2 separate regions of the Macaca mulatta genome follow, and region 1 is linked to region 2. A link is a contact called in public Hi-C data. All regions are on one chromosome and are shown on one strand. Each heading gives the region's core, a stretch centred on a gene start, on an enhancer-like site or on the middle of the called end of the contact. The rest is flanking DNA. Distances are from core to core; before and after follow the strand shown.

Evidence for each region. A called contact is a pair of places that touch in the nucleus more often than the background predicts.
Region 1: a contact with region 2 is called in a Hi-C map of fetal cortex germinal zone, with 2.3 times the contacts expected there. The contact joins the promoter of SPRY2 here to the enhancer-like site in region 2. A contact is called at or near these places in 2 of 14 Hi-C or Micro-C datasets (fetal cortex germinal zone and fetal cortical plate).

The regions. Positions count from the first base shown.
Region 1 is chr17:75,138,969-75,142,716 of T2T-MMU8v2.0, forward strand. SPRY2 (sprouty RTK signaling antagonist 2) reads right to left here and starts at 1,956. Exons shown (of 2, transcript XM_077973882.1): 1 at 1,222-1,956.
Region 2 is chr17:74,820,438-74,824,290 of T2T-MMU8v2.0, forward strand. No RefSeq gene overlaps it. Among named protein-coding and RNA genes, the nearest start is that of SPRY2, 320 kb to the right of the region's middle. Within about 2 kb of position 1,339, at least 17 of the 40 cell types and tissues checked have an H3K27ac peak or open chromatin away from gene starts, as enhancers often do. A contact at or near this core is called in fetal cortex germinal zone and fetal cortical plate, where this site is marked.

The DNA.
Region 1 (3,748 bases), core at 706-3,205, 320 kb after region 2:
AAAGTGAAAGAAAAATTGCTTTTTTTTTTTTTTTAAAAAAAGGGGCATTTTCCAGGGCCCCACTGCTCACTCCGGGCGCGCAGAACCCAGCTCCCGGAGCTGTAAACTTTTGGTGCAGATTTGCTTGCAGTCAAAGTAGCATCTTTGAAAGAAAAGGGGGCTTTTTAATTTTATTTTTTAAGTGATTTCTGCCGATCCGATCCCTGGCCTCCTTCTTCGAAGCTGGACTCCCCACCTCCGCCCCTCTTCTCTTTCCCAGTCCCCCCTCCCCTTTGAAAGTGCTTTGAAACCCCCATTAAGAACAGTGTGTGATCAGACTGAGGATTAGGGGAAAAGAACTTCAGCTCTAGGGTGGGGCAAACGGACACAGAAACTGCTTTGTAAAAAACACACAAGAATCCAAATTAAAACACAGCAACAACAACAATAAAAGGAAAAAAAAAACTGCCTCTTTTGCCACCTACTTTCAGGTAATGGAAAATGATCGCGACCGCTTGATGACTTTCTTCCTGCGCTGGGTCAGCCTGAGCTTCCAAAAATAAAATAAGTGTGACCTAGGCTGACCACGAAGAACGGAAAAGAGAGAGAGCTGCACTTCCGAACCGCAGAGACCCGGCGCCAGGCAGGGCGACGCTCCCACCCGCTCCGGGCTAGACCGTCCACACTGAGCAGAGGCGGGGACTCCCTCCACCCGGCACTCTGCCTTTTTCTCACTCTGGGGGTCTCCTGCCCCCGAGGCGAGCAACCCGTGTACCCCAGCCCCACCAGCGCCCCGCCTAGGGACAGCCTCTCTCCGGACTTTGCCTTCCACCAAGAGGAGGAACAGGTTAGAAATGCGGGCGCCTGCAAAGGCGACCTGGAAAATACAAAGTGTCTTTCTCTCCCTCTCTCGCTCTCAGCGCCGAATTCGCGGCCAGTGCACGGCTGTGAGCAGGCTGCGAGCTGTCCTCTGTCCCAACCCCCTAGAGCGCGGGCGCGCGGGGTCGCCTGCCGGGGACACTGCACCGGGTGCATACAGAAGTCCCCGCAGAGGCAGGCCGAGCCCGAGCCCCGGGCAAGGCAGGTTCGCGGGGAGCGCCCCGGATCCTCGCGAAGACCCTGCGGGATTTGAGAAGGGGAGGCTCGGGGAGAGACGGACCCAACTCCTGGTCCGGCTGCACCTACTCCATGTTGCCCACAACGCGCCGGCCACGGCGCCAGGAAGAGAAGAGCCAAACGTGCCTCACCGTGATCGCGGCTTTGCACCAACCCCTCTCCCTTGGATTCTCTTCTTTCTGCGATGTGCAAATAAATCCAATCTCGATGCAAACTTTTTTCCCTTTCTTTCCAACCTCTGCTTCAGTCCAACTTCCGAGCAATCGGCGGGAGAAAAAAGGAGGAGAATTCGGAGCCAAATTCCCCGCTGATGAACACTCTAGGGTGCGGGGCTGGAGACTACCCCCCTTCTAGAAGCGCACGCGGAGTATTTCCTCTTTTTTCTCAATGAACAAGAGGCCGAAGCGCCAACGGCAAGTCCCTTTTCCTGGCAGATGAGCGAATGGGAAAAGAAAACGGCCTTACGAAGAACCTAAAGCCAGATCGCCAAGTGGTGCGGCCGCAGCCGCGTCGTAGCCGAGGCTGCGCGGGGGCGCGGGCCGGGCCGGGCCGGGCGGGCGCGGGGGCCTGGGCGCTGCGCGCTCCGCCGGCCCCTCTCCTCCGCTAGCGCTGCGGCGCGCAGCTCTCGGCGGTGCAGACTGGGCGTTGTGGAGGCGAGGCAGCGAGGCCGAGGCGGGGGCGGTGGGTGCGGAGGAGGAGGAGGAGGAGGAAGAGGAGGAGGAGGAGGAGGAGAAGGAGGGTCTGGGGCCCGCCCGGGGGGGGCTCGCCGTTGGCCTGCGCCCTCGCCTTTCCGGAGGAGGCAGGGAGCTCTGCGGCGGCCGCGGCAGCAGTAAATGGCGTCATGTGGATCCGAGGCGGAACAGAGCAGTTGTTGTCCCAGAGGATATATCGCATCCGGTCCCAGCTCATTGGCTCCGCGGGGCTACATTCACTCACACTCCAGCGCCCGCCAGCGCTCCGAGCCGCAGGAGGCATTCAAAAGGGCAACCGCGCCGCCCCGCGCGTCCCCAGGCCGGTCCTGCAGCTCGGGCGCCGTCACGCGGGGCGCCCGCGGGGCCGGGCTGGGCACTGCAGGGTCAGTTTATCTAGTTTCAAGGAAACACTGACCTTAAGGTTTCCCCAGAGGCAATGAGGACGAGCCAGAGGCTCGAGCTGACTTAGGGAACTTTCTCCTTGCCACCAGGAAAGGGGAATGAACATTTAAGACTAATCCAGGCCACGCAGTGTTAGCATGAAAAACAAGTTGCAGGTTTTAAGACTTTATCCGGAATCCATTTCAAGTCTACCTCTCCCCTTTTCTGTTCCCCTTTGCGGAGGGGGTGACGGGGGCTGGGGCGGGGGGAGAAGAAGGGGGAGGGGAAGGGGAGCGGGAAGTGAGGTGGGAGGGCTATTGGTTTATTCTTTGTCTACTGGATTAACCCGATTATACACCAGGCACTAGCACAAACCGCCTCCCCCACCTCCGAGCCTTGTACGGGAGGAGCGGAATGCAGATTCGAGTTTCAAGTACCTTCTGCTCTTGCTGGGATTGGCTTTTGATTGTGTCGACTTGTAGTTTTTCCGTTTATTAGAATTTCATTTTTAAGGGGGGTTATCTATGAATGGAGGCTTTTTGAAGAGCTTCCTTACTGTTTTGCTTCATGCAATAGCTAAAGTCTACAGTCTAAGCCCTTTAACTTAATTCATTAATAGACAGAAATATGATTACTCAGGGCGACAGCATGGGCTTCTGAAATGGGAGGGAGGGGGAGGGAAGGGTTGGCTCACTGTTTCCCTGCAGATTTCCTTCTTCCCTTAACTAAAAGTCATCCTTCATTTCCCACTTTTCTTGCCACCTAGAACGTTTCTTAAGATCCTGTTGTCCATGTTGAAAGTGTACTATTCTTTCCCATTAAAAAAAAATAAACATAGAAAATGCATACATATGCACTGTCCTAGCTGCCGTTCCATTACTAAGAAATGTGCCTTCACGTGGGAGCACCAGTGGAAAATTAAAACTCGCGCATACACACGCCTAATACTGCATTCTGTCGAGCGACTTACAGAATGCTTTTACTTCACAGGGAATTACCTGCTTGTACGGTCAAAACTCCCGAATAGCACCTGTGATCTTGCCCCATGCGGGGTGTTCTTGAAAGCAGTGTTAGGAAAACATGGTGCTTCATTCGTCCAGCTTTAACCCAATCCATTCGCAGCTACCCTGGAACTAGCTGCCTTCTTCTGAGCTCTCGCTCTAGAACGTCCCCAGCGCGCTCTCTGCCTCGCTGCGCTCTCACCCTGACTTCTCCATGTTTCTCTAAGGCTCTCCTCTTTCTCTAGGGATTTGGAACCAGAGATGGCAAGGGACGTGGCATGCGTTATTTCCGGGCGCTGGCCTACGTCCCCCGACCCCTAAGATGAGGGTGGACGAGGCTACAAGGGCCTGCTGCCGAGCGTCACGGGGCTGTAGGCGCAAGACAGCTGGGCCTCTACGGCCACAGCAGGACGCCAGACGCCCGAATCCCTTGAGCCGCCAGTGAACGCAGGCGCCGCTGTGCTCGCAGCCCATCTGGCCACCAGGGGTCGCCCGCCCGGCGCGGGCCTGAGGCGACTTTCTTCTCCGGGACTCGACGCGGACAGGCTGGGTTACCTTCCAAAACGTGTGTGCACTAGG
Region 2 (3,853 bases), core at 89-2,588:
CATGGCAAATGGGTCCCCTACTCTTTCCACAATGACTCAAATTAGGATGCATAAGAATGGGAAGAGAAAATATAAAGATGGTGATTGTTTCCTATATATCACAATTTGGAGAAAAATAATCGGCCTTTAGTGTTTTTCCCGAGCGTTAATGACAGTAATACCCTGGCATTGCTCTGCTGTAACATCATGGTCATCTCTACTTAATCAGAAAGAAAAAATCATTTCCATGTATGTGTTTTTAAATTTGTGTTGTTGATGTTTGTCCATGAGTAAGCAAAAGTATCTCTCCTCTAACAAATGTCTTCTAATTAAATATAGGCAAACCACATTCATTATATAAGCATATATCATCTGATTCCTGCAATTTGATCTTTTCTTTAAAAAAAAACAGTATAAAGAGAAGGATCAAATTTTTAAAAAATATATTTTTGTCAAGAAATTATATCCTATAATCAAAATCAAAATTGACTTTCCAATTAGGAAAGGAATTCAGGTCAAGTATGTGACCTAGCAGTTTCAAAACACGACCACATATATGGTTTAGAACAAATATTAAAAACAAACTCTTTTTTGCTGTCCTATTTACCAGAAGGTCTTTTCAGCAGTTTCTGTAAATTCTTACCTTGTTGCCAAAGAGTGATTTGAGGTTCAAAAGCAACTAGAGAATAGAGCTATTATTTCTTTGACTTTTCATTAATTCTGGGCCTTATGGTGACTGAACATCTTTCTTTCCAGAAGCTCAGAGACATTGTTTACTGAGCTGCTATGCTAATTTGTACTTTGGAACAAAGCTTGAGCTAGTACTTATTTCAGAGATGGTGCAAATGAATTGAGTAGAAGCAGTGGTACCCAGATCTTGTAGTTTTGGAGATTGCCAAAACCTCAACAACAAACTATTTGATGATTACTCTTAAATCTATACCTTTAGTCATAATCGTTCTTCTGAATTCTAAAGATATTAACTGTGCATAATATCCTCACCTAGAGGTTTCAGAGACACCTAAAATTCGACTCGTCCCATATGTATTTGTAATATTCTACTCTGAACCTGCTAACCCTTTGGTATTCTACATCTTGGTTAATAATTTACTTATCCACATAGAAATCCCAGCCAGAAACCTGCCATCATTGTTGATTCTTCCTTTTGTTCAGCATTTATACCCAATGAGTCTCTCCTGACCATCACTTCTCCTTCCAGAGAGTCATTGAATCTGCCCGTTCTTCCAACCACTATCCTCATTTTCTCTCTCCTGGATTATTGTCATAGCTTCCTAATGGGTCTGCCTGTCTCCAGGGTAACCACTTTCCATTCCACCCACTGAACTGTGCCAGAGTGTGCTTTCTGAATAACAAATCTGATCTTGTCACTCACACAATTAAAATCCTCCAGTGGATCCCAGCCACTTACAGCATGAAAATTCAAACTCCGGAGCACAGCCTACAAAGACTGTTTTTGATCTGGCTCCTAGGTCTTTCATCAGCAACCCAGGACCATCCTTCCTGAACTTCTCACAGTTTGGCCCCCTGTAATGCTCTCTTGTGTTTCTCTGGCTTTGCACGTGCAGTGTTCATGCCTGGAACAGCCTTTCTCTTTTCCACCCCCTAAACACCTACTCATCTTCTAGATGTAGTTCAGTGGCACCTGTTCTGTGTAGCTCTTCCTATGCTCATCTGTGCATATTCTCAGCAGCAATCACATGCCAATCCATATAATAGGTTTTACTTCATTGTATTTTAATTCTGTTTATATATTTGTTTCCCCCTCCTTTCTGTGAATTCATCTGAGCATTGTCTTTGTATTCCCAGCATCTAGCAGAGCGCCTGGCAGTAGTGTAGGGACTCAGTGCATGTTTGCTGAATATGAATGAATACGGAGGCAGCTGGTCTCAGTCAAACGGCAGCAACCCTGGGCATGCGGCTCAGCATCCTCTGAAACTCTGTCCTCATTTTGCAAATTTAGGGACGACCAGACCTATCTTCCTGTCCTATCGTAAGGATTAAAGAAGACATGGGAGTACTCTGTGTGCAGTAAGTTGATACTTATATAAATATATGTAAGATCATGTAATTATTGTGACCCATTACACACTGAACAAGATACTTTTAGAAACTGATTTATCAGTACACATGGCACGTAAGGACCCTTCACAAAATAGACATACAATGTACCTGCCTTCTACTCTCATGCTGGTGGACTTATCCTCCAAAGTCTCGCTTGAGGGTTTGAGAGTCTCCCAAACCTGTCCTGTCTCCTCCCAAGCAGAACTTATCATGGTCCTCTCTAGGCTCCCTACATATCTGATATATGTTTCTCTTATAGCTTGCACCACTGCATACAGCTTTTGTTTATGTGTTTGTCTTCTTCCTATTCTACTGGACCTCCTCAAGATGCTATCTAATTTTCCCAGAGCCGTTACATCCCTTTTCTCAGTGATTACTCCTCTGCAAAGTGGCTCTCATCCCAAATCCCAGAACAAACTGAGGACAATAGCGCACCACAGTTCCCTGGATTGTCCCTCCCCTGGATGAAGGGTATGCTGCTCGGGGAGGTACCCCTGGGTTCAGGGGTTATTCTCTGAATTCCCCTTGATGGCTGCCTAACTTGTACTTCGGGCTCCAGGGTATATTGGAGGTTCCCCAGGCATTTTGCAGCATGATTTATTTCAGAGCTTTAAATGGATGTGTTGTCCTTGCTTTCCCTCTCAGTATCAACTCAAGTCTCTATATGAGGTTTGGCACATTCTCTTTACTCCCCGGTTTACTCTTTGCTATTATGCTGAGCTTTGCTCAGGAACCCTGAGCTATTCAGGGGCATATCTCCTGGACGACAACCAACAGCCGTCCTGGATCTCCTCCCATTCCTCCCCTCCTCTGCTCTCCTTCCTTCACTTCCTCCTCTCTGTCTTTTTTTCCCTCCTCCTCTTTCCATATTAAAATCGTTTTTTAAAAGCAGCCAATTGTCTTTGAAGATTTGCTCAGTGCCAGGCCTTGTGCCAAGTGCTGTACATGCATTATATCATTTTTCCTTGCAATAAATCTATGAGGAATTCCTATCAATGTCCTTTAAAAAAAAAAGAAAGAAAGAAAGAAAAAGAAAAAAAGATAGGACACTAAAGCTTAGAGAGATAACCTGACTTGGCAGACATTTCAAACCAATTGGGTCTGCTCGAGTCTAAAACTCTTGCTCTTGATGCCGATGATATTGTGCCTCTCAGTCATCACTGACCCCACCTCTCCCACTCTTTTCTGACTCCCACACCTTCCTCTGAGGCCTCTGCCCTACCACTGGTGGCACAGTTTTGCCTGCCTGTGACTTGGAGGTTTATGGTCAGCTGCACATCCATGGTCAACCCCCATTGCATCTGCTGTAAAAATCTCCATCCACCTCCATAGCCTGCCTTTGTTTAAGTACCACATCTTGTTAATCTCACCTCCTGACATATAGCAAAAGTCAGGAACTGCGACTTCTTTACTTTATAGTCCTAAATTCTCCTGCAAGTGGGCCCCAAACAAATCTATTCAACAAATAAATATATCTTTAACATGAAAATAGTAGGTAATATGTAAATAAAAATAATATCCAAAATTCTTAGGGCCGCTAATTATTTTAAACATTGTCCATTTTATATAGAAATCCTCGATATGTTAATTTGCATTTTTTTCCAAGAAGATTCCTCACAGCTGACTAGTAGGCAATTTTGTTGGTTTGGATTGAATTAAGGCAATATATTTAAATTTAAATGTGGAAAACTGGTTGCTATGGTTTGGATATGGTTTGTCCCCACCCAAACTCATGTCAAAATGGGAATCTCAGTGCAGCAGTGTTGGAAAGTGGGACCTAGTGAAGGTGTTT